Linked DNA regions of Sus scrofa: region 2 is linked to region 1. A link is a contact called in public Hi-C data. All regions are on one chromosome and are shown on one strand. Each heading gives the region's core, a stretch centred on a gene start, on an enhancer-like site or on the middle of the called end of the contact. The rest is flanking DNA. Distances are from core to core; before and after follow the strand shown. Region 1 has its middle 51 kb from the start of COPS8. Region 2 has its middle 24 kb from the start of MLPH.

Region 1 (3,688 bases), core at 674-3,173:
GCTGTCACAGATTACTGCAGAGGTGGTGGCCTGAAACCACACCAGCTCCATCTCCTGCAAAGAGTTCTGGACCCAGTGTCTCAGATCAGCTCCATGGGACTGGAGTTGAGACGTCAGCAGGATCAGCTCCTTCTGGAAGCTCCGAGGGGAGACGGGGTGTTCCCTGCCTCTTTCAGATTCCAGAGGCTGCCTGCCCGCTTGTTTCTGGTGCCTCCCTCCACCTTGGACAACGTCTGTTCTTTGCCACATCTCCTCTGACTCCAGCCCTCCCGCCTGCCTCTTCTAAGGGCACTTTTGATTATTTGGGGCTCACGGGTAAATCCAGGATAATCTCCCCCTTTCAGAATTCTTAATTTAATCACTTCTGCAAACTCCCTTTCACCATAGGAGGTAAGACTCATAGGCTCTAGAGATTAGGTTATGGACATTTGCGTGGGGTTTTTTGGGGGAGCCATTATTCAGACTTTCAGCCTGTGGGTCTCAACCACTCATGAGTCATGGGACCAACACAATGGATCACAAGGAGCATTCTTAAAAATACAGTAGAGGGAGTTTCCGCTGTGGTGCAGTGGGTTAAGAATCCAACTGCAGTGGCTCGGGTGGCTGCCAAGGCGCAGGTTCGTTCCCCAGCCCAGCACAGTGGGTTAAAGGGTCTGGTGTTGCTGCATCTGTGATGTAGGTCACAGTTATGGCTCAGACTAAACCTCTGGCCTGGAACCTTCCATATGCTATGGTTGCAGCCATAAAAAACAAACAAAAAGCCAACAGAAAAGAATAATTAAACCCACTACAAGATATAAAGTAGATAAACAACAGAGATAGATTGTCTAGCATCGGGAACTATATTCAATATCTCATAATAAATAACCTAGAAGGGGAAAGAATCTGAAAAGTAATAGATTTATGTACGCATAACTGAATTGCTTTGCCATACACCTGAAACTAACACAACATTGTCAATCAACTTTACTACAGTTTTTAAAAAAAATTCCAGAAAAGGAAAGACCCTTCAGAGGCACCACACGTGGCACAGGTAAGCACCGCAGCGTGAAATCCACCTCCGTGATGTTCATGCAAACGCCGGCACACGCAGCACAAGCTTAAATACCGGGCAGCAGTTGGAAAGCCATGGGCGTGGAACATCTGCTGATGGACACGGCAGGAGAGCCAGGTGCTGGGAGAGGAGGACTCGGAGGGAGGCGGTTTGGCTGTGCCTTTGGCTGTGTGACCTTCTGTAAGTCCATGAACCTCTCTGAGTTAGTTTGGGATAACCATATTGCTCCCCAGGGTTTTGTCACTATGAAATGAAGAAGGTGTGGGAGTCCTTTGGAGACTCCAGAATTGTAAGGTCCTGGAGTTAGTGCTGGAGGGTTACCGCATTGCCTGGGATGCAAAGGTCTTGTGAGGGGTGTTGTGTTGCTGTTACCTCGTCCTTCCACAAGATGGCACCCTCGACACGCCGGGAGGTGTCTTGGGGGGCGGCTGGTTTCAGGGACCCTGACTTCAAAGAGCGGGGTTTCCTTGGGAGGGCGATCTTCCAGAAACACCGGGTTATTCTGACTTTCTCTTCCTACCAGAGGCAACCCCTCCTGAACGGGGAAGCACGTTCCTGTCCTCAGAGAAGGAACAATCCCTAAATGAGGGATCTGCTGAATCAAGGAATCCGCTTCCCACCCCTGTGACACAGCCTTGTTGGGCTTCCCTGCATCACCCCTGGGAGGGGGCAGCAGGGATGTGGGAATCTGTGTCCTGTGCCTCACAGAGCAGGTGTCAGGGAGGGAAGAGGGAGCAGAGGGCTGGGCAGGAAGCGTGAGGACAGGCCCTTCTCACAGAAGAGAAAGTGATGGGGCTGGAAGGCAGGTCTGAGGGACGCCCCCAGGAGGGTCAGCTCCCTGGACCAGTCAGCCCCTTCTCACCTGGCTGTTCACACCAGTCCACGGGCTGGTCTCCCGTCAGCAAGGACAGTCCAGCAGCAAACGCTGGTCCCTGCACAGCGGGACTTCCGTTTCCTCCTTCGCCAACTTTCTAGAAAAGAATCTTTCCTTCACCTCAATGCCCACAGCTGCACAGGCTGCGGCTCCTCCCCTCTGACCGCCTGAGGCAAAGCCCGCATCTTTGTTCTGCTTTCCGGCTGTGACTTCCCTGCCAGGGACAGTGTCCCCCACTCCCCCCTTGGCTTCCCCCCTGGGCACAGCCCGCCCAAGCATCTGCACCCTGGGTCCTTCAGAGCTGCCTACGGGGGCGGGGGAAGGGGACCCGAGGACCCTCCTCTCCGCTCCCTGTTGCCGAATCTCGGCCGCCTCTGTACACGGGTGCCAAATAGAGACGCAGAGGCAGAGTTGGAGGAAGCGAAAAAACAGCTTTAATTGCCAGGCGAGGAGGGACACAGCAGGCTAGGGCCTCAAGGACTTGCCGCCCCTTGGAGGGGGTCGGGAGCCGTCTTCCGGTGCTGGAGGGGCAGGGCGTGACCCGCCCCCGGACACTTTCCTGATTGGTGGGTGGGGAGGTCCTTGAGAGTCAGCAGCCTCAACCTTCCTGTTCCAACCGGTCTGGGGTCTCCGTGCTCTCGGGTCAGCAGGGCGGGAACCAGGCCCCCAGAGCAGCGTGCAGATGCGGTCTTCTTCCGCCTGCTGGGGGCTCCAGCGCCTGCAGCGCAGCTCCAAGGGCAGGGCTCAGAGTATCGTCCACAGTCTTTGAAGAGCTAATGGTCCTTGACATGGTTGAGTGGCTGAATTACTGGCACTACTTTCTTTTGTCTGTATTTTTTTCACTTCTTGATGAAATTGGTGCTTTGGCTAGAGTTTTTCTATGGATAAAAAGGCGCAGGTGGAGGACATGCGTGGGGCGGGGTGGGGGGCTTCCCAGAGTGGTCCTGCCCTTTGAGAGGATCACAGTATTGTCGTGTACCCGGGCCTGGGGCTTTAGCCATAGGGACTTCTGCTCAAGATCGGGACAAGGTGGCAAAAGCCAGAGAGGCAGAGACTTCCCAGAAGTGAGTCTGACTAGAGGTAATGGAGGAGGTGGGAGGAACCCTTTCCTTGGGGCCAAACAGGGATCCAGAAGCAGAGGAGAGAGTCTGGGTGGTGCTGCTGAGGCAGGATGAACAATGGGAGATTCCTGAAAACTTGAGCTTCCCAAGTTTAACATTTAAATATAGAACTCCCCGTGCCATTGTTGGAAGGGGGATGGGAGCCAGCAAGCTCCATGGGTGGGAGAGGAGCCCTGGACTCTGCAGGGTTTGCAACCCGTTTCCTTGGCACCTACTTGGGCGGGCTCTGGGCTAAGGGCTTTCCGAGGACACCCCACGAGGTCATCACAGCAACTTCAAGAGGAATCATTATTGTGCCCTTTTTACAGCGAAGGAAACTGAGGCTCAGAGGCGTGAGTGCCCCCAGGGCCCACAGCCAGCCTGGGCGCCAGAACCTTGCCTCCTCCCTCTGCGCAGGGCTGGGCAGGCTGATGGCCAGAGCACCCAGGAAAGCACCTTTGCCCTGACGTCAGGTGACCTTGATGAGCTGATGTCAGGCTGTGCTGTCACCTCCTTAGGCCACAAGTTTGCTTTCCTTCCTTTTTTAAAAAACGCCTCCAAAACCTGCTTAATTTAACTGGAAAGTTCTTGATGCAGCTATGTACACAGAAGAATGGAAACTTATAGCAGCCAGCTGCAAGTCCCAGAGAACAATTTTCC
Region 2 (3,688 bases), core at 595-3,094, 280 kb after region 1:
TACACCCCGACCACTCCCTAACCTTCAGAAACTGTCCGTCTCAGCCAACAGTAACTGCGTTTTTGGCACTTTTACCTGGAGGATTTGAAGCTGGGGGTGGGGGGGGGGATGGATTATTTGAATATGTGTTTTATTCTTGTCATAAAAATGAATAGTGCTGCAGACTGAATGTTTGCATCCCTTCAGAATTCATATGTTGAGCCCTAAGCCCCACCGGACTGTGTTTAGAGACAGGGCTTATAAGGACGTTATATAAAGTGTTTTTGGTTTTTTTTTTAGGCCCGCACTGGTGGCATATGGAGGTTCCCAGGCTAGGGGTCTAATCACAGCTACAGCCACCAGCCTACACCACAGCCGCAGTAACATGGGATCGAGGCATGTCTGCGACCTACACCACAGCTCACCGCAACGCCAGATCCTTAACCCACTGAGCAAGGCCAGGGATGGAACCCGCATCTTCATGGATATTAGATGGGTTCATTAACCACTGAGCCACAAGAGAAACTCTGACGTATATACAGTTTAATGAAGGCATTCCCATTGTGGCTCAGGGGTAACAAATCCAACTAGGGTCCATAAGAAAGAGGTTCGATTCCTGGCCTTGCTCCGTAAGTTAAGGATCCGGCGTTGCCATGAGCTGGGTGTAGGTCACAGACACAGCTCAGATCCCATGTTGCCGTGGCCATGGTGTAGACCAGCAGCGGCAGCTCTGATTGGCCCCCTGGCCTGGGAACTTCCATATGCCGTGGGTGCAGCCCTAAAAATGCCAAAGCAAAATAAATAGACAAGCTTAATGAAGTCATCAGAGTAGGATCCTGATCTGGTGGGATTGGTGTCCTCGTAAGAAGAGATTCTCCACACAAACATACAGAGCAAAGGCCACGCCAGGACACAGCCGAGCGGGAAGGTGGCCGCCTACAAGCCAGGACGTTCTCCCAGAAACCAAATTGGTGGGAACTTGATCCTGGACTTCTAACCTCCAGAACTGTGAGAAAATCCACTTCCACTGTTGGGCGCCTCAGCCCGTGGCGCTTAGTTATGGCAGCCCAAGCGGGTTGATACAGGCAGAAAACGGAAGGGAAGGCAGGCAGCTGGCTTTGTTCATATTAGTGAGAAATGTCTTTAACTCAGCGCAACTGAGACAGGATCTTGGAAAGGGAGTCGTTAGCTTTCACCCCCACCCCCCACAGGACCGAAGGAAAGAACTGGAAGACGAGGCATAAGCAAGCTTCTGCTCAGCTCCCACCAGTGGGAGAGGGTGGGGTGCGTCCTGCGCCCTCGGGGACCCGGGGGCGCGGGACCAGCTCTAAACGCATCGCTGCGGGGGGACACGAGGCCTGGGGAGCTCCCCGCGGGAGCACTTCCCCGCCGGCAGACATCCGCTCCGGGTTTTACACGGGGGACGTTTTGGCAGAACCACTGCTGACGTCACCACCCAGACGTCTGAAGTCATCTGCCTGCAAAATCAAGCATAGGCGGTATATGAGAGTCCACAGCCCATCCAGCTGAAACCAGACACCTGAAGACGGGGCAGGCCATTCACCAGGAGAATATAAACAGCCGAGCACTAACGCAGCCGCTGCATCCGCTCGGGAGAAATCTGGAGTCATCAGGGCCGCAACACTAACCGAGATGAGGCCACAACCACTCCTCGCAGTGGGGGCGGGGAGGCCGCGTGGGCTCGCCTCGCCATGGGCTTCAGGTCAGGGTAGATGGACAGGCTAAGGGACAGAGGTCTGCGGCGGGTTTGGAATTAAAGCCTCCGGATCCTGGGTCCCCGGGCAGGCAGGGCTGGCTGTAGTAACCCGTGCCGGCCAGTAGAGGGAAGCAGAGGGCGGCGGGAACCAGCCCTGGACCAGGGAGTCCCCTCCCAGCTGGCCTGAACCTTCCTTTGGCTCCAGAATGAGCTCCCAGATGGCACAGACCTCCTGGTCAGACCTGGGGCTGCTGCCCTCGGTTCTGAGCTCATGGAGTGCCATCAGTCTATTACACTCCAAGGTCAAGGGAGCCCCAGGAGAGATACCAGGGGACACCTTGCAGGTGGTGAGGAGGAGGTAGTGGTGAGCAGTGAACTGGGCTCAGCTCCTGGAGCCCTGGGGTGCCAGGTGGTGGAGCTGGGGACAGAGGGCCCAAGGGTTCCTCAGAAGCCAAGGGGGGAGGGGGAGGGTATGCAGGCTAAAAGCCCCCACCCAAGGGCCTGGCCAAGTCACCAGACTGGGGGTCGGTGGAGTTTGGCCTCAGCTGTCAGGTTCCCGGGGACCATTGCAGGGGCGCCCATAGCCCAGCCAGCCTTCCTGGAAACCTCATGGCAGAGAGCCACCAACCTGAGAGGGAGCCCCGTCTCCATCCTCAGCATCCAGCACCCAGAGAAAGGGCTCGGCGTCTGGGACCACTCTTAGCATCATGTGGGGTTGCTTGATGTGCAGCAGGAGCAGGTGACTATCAGCTGGCCCCCCCGCCCCAGATGGACAGCCTGAGCTTCACCCAAGGGCCAGGGCAACACCACACTCGCAGAGCCCTGGGGACCCCCTTGGGACTGCCCCCCGACCTCCAGGGAGCCCCAGATTGCCCCCTCTACTCCTGAAGACTCGGCCTCGCTTTTAGAATGAGGAACCGGGGGTCAGGACCCACTTATTCACTCGCTCCACGGACATTGGCTGAGCACCAGCTCTCTGCAGATGCCATTCTGGGCACCCAGCCTAGAGCTGGGAAGGAAACTGGGCTGGGGTGCGAGAGGCAGGGGTCCGGGAAGGTGTTGTCCTCCCCAGAAGCTCTTCCCACACCACCCCCCGGGGCTCCTGGGACCAGGGTGGCCCAGGGGCCTGGAAGGGGTCAGCCACTTCTCACCCCACCAGCTGCTGCTTCCTAGGAACCCCAGGGACCCCAGGGACCCTGGGGGAGAAGGGACTGCTGGGAACTGGGAAGCCTGGGGACACATGGGGCCATCCGATGCGGGGCCTCTGTTTGCCCCTCGGGAGCCCCTCCTACACCCCCGCCCGGCTCTGGGTCCTAGACACTGACCTCTGTGTCCTGCATCAACTGCACTCCTGCCTGCGGGCTCAGCCAATGAGCAGAGCCAGCCTGGCGTGGAGAGCAGGGGGACGGCCACCGTCTCTGCCCCTCCCTGCCTGCAGTGGCCCTGGCTATCCATCCCCACAGCACTGGTGGCACAGCCGCCTACAACTCCATGCTCCACGTTCCAAAAACCACTCCCTCATCTGTCCCTCAAGGCCTGCGGTGGCAACGGCCTCCTCTGTGGCCAGCTCTATGGCCAAGTCCATGTCCTTTGCTGGTTCCCCTACCTCTGCCCGCGCCTCTGCCAGGGTCCCAGGCAGCGACTCTTTGGCTTTTTCCTGCTCAGACCCTGGCTGGCAGGGAGACACCTGTGGGGTGCACGGCCTGGAGCCCCCATAGACCAGGACAGAAGAGTGGGTCCGACGGACCAGTTGGAGCTGAACAGGGGGTTGGGGGGAGAGGTCAGGGGCAGAGGTCCAGAGCTGCCAGGCCTCTGAGCATGGTGGATAATTACACGGAGTGACAACCACGGAGGACACACGGCCCCTGGGGAAGCCCCCCGAGGTGGCGGGGGCTGGGTGTGGATAATGAAAAGAACACGTCTCCAAGGAGCCTAAGTCAACCCCCTGGAACCCAGGACACCCGTTCCCACAGCCATAGCGACGGCCCCGCG

The links. A called contact is a pair of places that touch in the nucleus more often than the background predicts.
Region 2: a Hi-C map of mesenteric adipose tissue shows a contact between it and region 1, with 1.9 times the contacts expected there. The contact joins two enhancer-like sites. A contact is called at or near these places in 12 of 47 Hi-C or Micro-C datasets (alveolar macrophages, embryonic fibroblasts, epiblast stem cells and 8 more) and 1 of 2 datasets of contacts at active chromatin or transcription factors (skeletal muscle).

What each region holds. Positions count from the first base shown.
Region 1 is chr15:136,877,223-136,880,910 of Sscrofa11.1, forward strand. No RefSeq gene overlaps it. Among named protein-coding and RNA genes, the nearest start is that of COPS8, 51 kb to the left of the region's middle. Within about 2 kb of position 1,924, at least 24 of the 83 cell types and tissues checked have an H3K27ac peak or open chromatin away from gene starts, as enhancers often do. A contact at or near this core is called in mesenteric adipose tissue, omental adipose tissue, retroperitoneal adipose tissue and 1 more, where this site is marked.
Region 2 is chr15:137,154,902-137,158,589 of Sscrofa11.1, forward strand. No RefSeq gene overlaps it. Among named protein-coding and RNA genes, the nearest start is that of MLPH, 24 kb to the right of the region's middle. Within about 2 kb of position 1,845, at least 29 of the 83 cell types and tissues checked have an H3K27ac peak or open chromatin away from gene starts, as enhancers often do. A contact at or near this core is called in mesenteric adipose tissue, omental adipose tissue, retroperitoneal adipose tissue and 1 more, where this site is marked.